Linked DNA regions of Oryzias latipes: region 2 is linked to region 1. Evidence: chromatin contacts called from public Hi-C data. All regions are on one chromosome and are shown on one strand. The core of a region is the stretch at or near the end of the contact, and the rest is flanking DNA. Distances in the headings are between cores, read along the strand shown.

Region 1 (3,210 bases), core at 564-3,063:
TAAATATAATATTGCAGTTCCTGAAATGGCCACTGGAGGCAGGTTTCATAGAGAGAAATCTCCCAATAATTACCAGGTCAAAAAGTCTGATTTTTGATCAAAAATAAACTTGTTTACAGTGTGGCTCATTATTTTTTGGTTTCCTTTCAAACGGCATTCTCTAATAATGAACTTGCTAAACAAAGCATATCTGAGGAAATAAATTTTGGCGCAGTTCAAGCATTCCAGAATTGAAAAGTCCTCATTTCTTTAGGTAAAAAACTTTTTTTCATACTATAAGTACTATACAGGGAAAAATATTTGCCATGTCATATTTATTTATTTATTCTTTGATGAAGTAATTCCATCCCCTGAGCCTAAACTCCTGAAGAAATGTCATTTCCAGAGCAATTTTCTAATACGCGAGAAAAGAAAACAAGTTAATTGAAGCAAAACATGGGAAGCCTCTCAGCCTGTGATCTGTGTTTAGCCCACACCACTCGCGCACATCATTTAATGAACCAAGTCCTCCCACTAATGAGGCTGGCAAAAGACTGCAGGGTCAAGTTTTGCGTCTTTCGCTCACACACACACCAACAAATACAGACACTCATTCTCAATGCACTCTTCCTTTTTTTTAAGAGTCTACAGTACAATTGCAGAATTTAGGGGCTCTTACTAAATTAGCAGGGACAGGTCAGAGTCTCTTCATTAGAGTGCACTTAAGTAAGACAGTTAATGATGACACCAGACAACGAGGAGCCTCTTTTATGTCAGATTATGGAGGAAAGTTGCACCTTTGCAACCTCAAGATTCCATCTGCTGCTTTACCTCGACTGGGATTTTATAGCATTATTAATTATTATAAACATCAGCGCAGACAGTTTAGCTATTTTATGTGTGAGCATAAATTTAATTGTTACTTATGTTAATAGTGCTTTTATTGTTCTTGTTCAGAGCGTGTAGACTTTTGCTTTGTATATTTTTCATGTTTTTGTATAAACAGTTCATGCTGTGCAGCCTTAATAAAGTTTATTATGGAGATGTGTTTAGATAACCAGGCAGCCTTGGAGGGCTACTTTTGACAGAAGAATATTCTAATAACGCTGGGGAAAAATATTCTGGATTGGAAGCAAATAAGAAAAACATCATCAGATTTGGGTAACAAGGAATCTAGCATCTTTTACTAAAAGCGTGCTTTACTGACGGGCATGTGCAATCACAAGACAGTAATCCCGACATGCCGGCACACACCCACATAATCAAATTCTCCATCTCTGCAGGTGCTGTCATAGGCCCACTCTTCAGCCTCTCGTCTTTCCCCCAGTTCTTCCCTTTTTCCTTTGTTCCCAGACTACACACCGTCATGTCCAGGTCTTGTCTCTGGGGAGTTCATCCTGGCAGGAGCCTTGTTTTTTGAGCTTTGCTTTTTTTTTGTCTTCCTCTTCCACTCTCCTCCTCTCTCCTTCCTTACATTTTTTTTTCCTTTCCATTTGTACCGGTGCTGGCTAATTACATTCTCCCCCTGCCAACAAGCGTGCTGCTGCTGTCGAGCTCCTACTTGCCTCCCACCCTCCCCACCACCATCACCTCCTCCTCTCCCACGTCCTCCTCGTCTGTTTCTTCTTCCTCACTAGGATAGAGAAGAAGAAGGAGGTGGAGGGGACAACTGGGGTACAGATGTGTATTAATGAAGCAGTGAAGGGCAGGGGGGTGACTCATAGAGAATGGGGGGTGGGGGGGCAGAGGAGCAAGAGGCTATTTGCATGCAGAGACAACGAGTTTCACCTCTGCTACACTCCTCCGTCTCTGTCTGTTTCTCTCCCACCACCCTCCACCACCCCCATCATCCTGGATACTCTCACTTTTTTTTTGCAGCTCTCCTTCTTTCTCCTTTGCTCTCCGGCTTGCTGCCACTGCTGATTTGAATAATTCAGCACAAGCCAGTATTCTCCAGGGCCCCATTGTCTGTGCGTGGCAGGAGAATGAGAAGAGAGATAAGAAAAGAAAGGGGAGAAAAGACTAGAAAAAAAGAGGATTGCAGGGCAGTGTGTGCATGTTTATGTGTAAATGGCGTGGGGAGGGGGGAGTCCATCCTTTCTTTTACTGAGCTGTGGCGTAAATCAGCACTAATGAGGCAGAGGAGGAACGGCTCGCAACACACTACGTAAAGCCTCTGTCATGCAAGCACACAAATGCACACAGGTACGTGTGCATTCAGCAGCCTGCCTGCACTCAGCAACCTCCTGTAACCTTCAGTGCTCCACTGTGTTTTTATTATCGACTTGTTGCTAACCCTCGGTTCCCTCGTGTGCATGCCACGTCACGTGTTCACTGTCATCCTGCGGGAGGCAGAACATTAGCCATGAGAGAGAAGCAGCACCAAGAAACACATGCAGAGCAATCAGTGGATCCTTTGCACATCATTCCCTTCTAGGGTGGTGTGTTTCATGAATGGTCAAGATTTTGAACAACTTGAAGAATTGTCTTTTTGTTCATGTGTTGGTAGTAGAGGTGTAAGAATTCCTTTTAGCAACAATTCGATTCATATCCTAACTTGTAGTTGCTGATCCGATTCATAGTCCATTTGGGTTCATCTTGAACGATCCGATTGACGGACCTAAAATCGACCGAGGACATCTTCAGCCAAAAATTCAACCAGTGTGACTCAGAGATAAATACCTGCTACTGAATAATGCTGGTGAAGTTTTCCAGATTATCTTGCATTTCTTGCAAGATAATCAAGTGCAAATTAAATATGTGTATAAAGAACAAGTAAGCAAGAATTAAGGGCAAATCCATTCAAAATTTTAGTTTCCCAAAGTTCAGCCCACTGTTGTTTTTCGACATCAAAAATAATACAAATAGAAAATTATTAGAACATTCTACCATACTGTATGGTCACATGTGTTTGCACACATTGGACTGTAATGATCGATTAATCCATTTTTGCTGCCATCACGTGTGTGTTTTCCGCTGTGATGCACTTGGTCGTTTTTACGTTACAATAAAATGAACCTGCCATTTTTCCATCAATCTGGTTAGATTGTAGAAATATAAATCGATTTATCGATTAAGTTGATTAATTGTTAGACCGCTTGTTGGTATTTTCTGCAAAAGAAATGTGCAAACTGTGTCTAAAAAGAGGAAAAAATGCGTAGCTTCAATCAATATTGCGCATTCTTAGGTGCCTCTCTGCGATTTTACAGTGATCTGAGCAAAAAAAAATAA
Region 2 (3,388 bases), core at 220-2,719, 87 kb before region 1:
ATCTCTCCAATATAAAACCTGTTCTTAATTCTGATTCCTTAATGCATTTCCTGTGGAGAAGACTAATCACTCTCAGTTAGGCCTCAGACAGCTCACTTGCAAACTTTCAACAAAGAAGCTGGAACTCTTTTGAAGACCAAATTTCCTTGTTTTGTTTCTTTTCAATTAAGACTCAACACCTTGCAGGTCTGGTATGTACATACTCACTTTTTCACACAATGTGTGTTTCTCTCTCTCACTCACACACACATTAAAACTGGTAACACTTCTTTCCAAGCCCTCCCAACATCTGCTTGTTCTTCCTCTGATTAAAAAAATCCTCTGCGTTTCATTATCGCTGATTTGCATAGTAATAGCGTGCATATTAAGCAGCTACTTCAGAGGGTGGGCGGTCTAATGAATGCTGCAGTCTCCTCTGTTTTAACTCAATTTTTCCTCATCCATATTCAGCCTTGTGTGCCCCCCACACACCTCCCCTTACAGCTCCATCACGATCCCTCTTGCCCTCAGGGATGGCAATTCTGTTTCCGCTGAAATGCTTCCTCTAGCCTCTCCCCAAATCCCAGAACCCTCTCCATTAATCCAATTAATTAGAGCCATTGATATGCAGCCCGCTAAGACCAAGCAGCTGTTTGCCTGCCAATTGCCTCGCAATGAAGAAAACGACGGGGGTGGACGGGGGTCAGGTTATGAAGTCCTACCATGCAGCAACACTTTGCACTCAGCAACAAGAAAGTTGCCACACACAGTGATCCTGTGTGAGGGAAGCATCTCCTGGATGAGCTAGCTACGTCCTGATAGGTGGAACTCATACAGCTTTTTCCGTCTTATGTTTAAAGACCAAATGTGTTTTTACTTTTACGCCATCAATAAGCCATTAGCATTTCCTGGCATTTTGCCACTGTTTTGACTCGCCAGATCTCTCTGGAAGACTGGCTTGTTCAAACATCAACACAGAACACAACAGCAGTCTCCAGCAATGATATCCATTTTCTTTTATTTACACTTTTTTTTATTACCCTGGAGCATAAGTTCCTTCACAGGGAAGCAGAAATGAGGCTAAACTGGATGAGAAATGGAAATGCACACCCTTTTATTCAATCAGCCACCACATACCCCTCTGAGCTTTGACAAAAGTAAACTAAATATCCATAAATGGATAATAATTCTTCCAATAGGAGACTGAAAATAGAAGGAGGGCAGGGAGATGTCCCCTGGCACCAAAACTAAGAGGTGTATCAGAATTACTGTGCAGAAATGAACAGAGCAACAGTGTCTAATGTTTTGTGACACAGCACGAAAGTGAGCTCCAATTCAGAGCTGAGACCGCTCATTGAAGATATTAGATTAAGAAGTGCTGGACTAGCAGGGTAATTCACTTTTCTGCTTCACTGGCTATCATTGCCAAGTAAAAGAATGCTGGTGGTACACCATCACTGTTTTCCCCTGCAGCATTTTTGGCGTCCCCCTCCTCCTTCTTTTCTTCCCTCGATTCTCCTAAAACACAGAAGGCATGTGTTCGTCAGAGTCACTCAGAGGTCCTGAACTTGCCTGTTGTCACGATTACACTGTTAAACTTTAACAACCCATGCTACAGTAAACTTTGATTATGGAAATTGGGTAAAAGATGGACCAAACTAATATATTAGATTATCAATAAAGTGAGATGATAAAGACATTTTAGTTTGCTTTCTCAGTTTTCGTATTTTATTTTATTTCTGATTGTTTTAAAGCTGTAGTCTCACAAGTGTTTTTTTTGGGTTAAAGTCCTACTCTGACAATGCTTTGATCTATTTTAAAAGCAATCCCAGTGGTCCTTTAATTATGATTATGCAGTTTTTAGCCAAAATTCAAAAACCTTTTTTCTTTAGGACATAGTTTCTGCAGAAGAGGAAGTGAATTAGAAATTACCCTCTACATTAAAGGTGGACTTATTGGCATGGAGGAAGTCCGTCCTTATTTCCCATCATCTATCTGTTCTCGTGTTCTTCTGCTAGCTTACAGCCCCTAAAACCAACAATACAGATGCAACAAAAATGGCGAGCAATATTGGATCTATTCAATTCGAGCCAGATGCAGGCTCAGATGAGGAAAACAAAGACGTACATTAATCTATTTGTCTGCAAGTGGATCAATCAAAATGGAGCGGAGCAGGGAGCTTGTGGCCCGCTGATTGTAGCTCCGACATCACTGCACCAAAATCAGGATTTTCTTCAAAGTAGGTCTTTAAGGTTTTTCTTTGTACATGTACAACAGGTACAGCATGTACAGCAGCCACAGCCAGTGTAAAATGTGTAAAAATGCGCTGAATTGAATGTACTTTAAGACTATTGGTTCTGAGAAAAGAGGGAGAACTTGTAAAGCTAATTTACTAATTTAAATAAAACCTAATTTATTTGTGCTAATTTGTTTTTTATTGTGGATACGAGTGAGGAAAGTTCTTTACTTAGGACTTTGGAGACTTTAAGTAACCCGGCAGTTGAGCTCATGGTTTGTTTATCACGTTCTCATACAGTATTGATCGTTTCTGTACAATCAAGTTTACCTGTTTTTATACACTAGAGGGGCTGCTTCTGTAACTAAATATTGTTCTTTTATGTGTCATTTTATGGGATATTTTTCAAGTGTAATCACAATGTCATTCCTATCATGCATGTACAGAATTGTACTGACAATTCTAACAATTAAATTTTTTGCCAAAACACGGAAATAGTGTGCGGTAAAAACATATGCGCTTCCTGCTTTTAAAGAAATAAAATGAGAGCCAGTTCTGCTAGTCAAGTGAGTTTGATTAAAAATATGTTTGGGTGTTTTGGTGTTGCGGATTATTTAGTAATTTATTGAGAACTGCCGAAAAAACACAAACAGGAATTACTTCTGCTTTTTGTTAGTCTGCTAGTTATTACAGGGTCATTTTCCTGGGATTTTTTTTTGTGAACATCATTCTGCCGAAAGAAAGATTTGTAATGACTGGAAGATGTTCAAACGGTCCATGTCAACAATGTCTGGACTTTTAAATGACCCTCCCAATGTTAAAACAAACAGATTCGAACAAAGCAACGGCAAGAATGGGATCAATCCCGCTGACGGAAAAACTAGGCGGACCAAGATCAAAGACTCATCTATCCAGCAGAGATCATTCATAAGAAAGCTTGGGCTGGAAATGCACTTTCAGTCAACATGCTGTGTCCATATTTTGGAATCAACAGCTCTTTGGGAGCCTTGTGATTGAAAATTATTGTAAACTTAGCTGGATTACGCATGTTTTCTGTAGCTGGCTTAGTACAAATGTTTGGTAGTTTTATTATAAACACTCTAGGCTTTTTTTCCTTCTTTTTAAAGGGAATGTCATCTTTCTTCAGCTTCTTTTCTATGACCAGTTCCATTC

Evidence for each region. Hi-C and Micro-C count contacts between places; a contact is called where the count stands out from the background.
Region 2: a contact with region 1 is called in a Hi-C map of embryo, with 1.8 times the contacts expected there. The contact joins two enhancer-like sites. A contact is called at or near these places in 2 of 5 Hi-C or Micro-C datasets (embryo and fibroblasts).

Annotation. Positions count from the first base shown.
Region 1 is chr9:17,537,679-17,540,888 of ASM223467v1, reverse strand. No RefSeq gene overlaps it. Among protein-coding and RNA genes, the nearest start is that of LOC110015627, 4.2 kb to the left of the region's middle. Within about 2 kb of position 1,813, at least 2 of the 8 cell types and tissues checked have an H3K27ac peak or open chromatin away from gene starts, as enhancers often do. A contact at or near this core is called in embryo, where this site is marked.
Region 2 is chr9:17,624,377-17,627,764 of ASM223467v1, reverse strand. All of the region lies in intron 2 of LOC110015628 (a long non-coding RNA gene), which reads left to right. Among protein-coding and RNA genes, the nearest start is that of LOC110015572, 45 kb to the right of the region's middle. Within about 2 kb of position 1,469, at least 1 of the 8 cell types and tissues checked has an H3K27ac peak or open chromatin away from gene starts, as enhancers often do. A contact at or near this core is called in embryo, where this site is marked.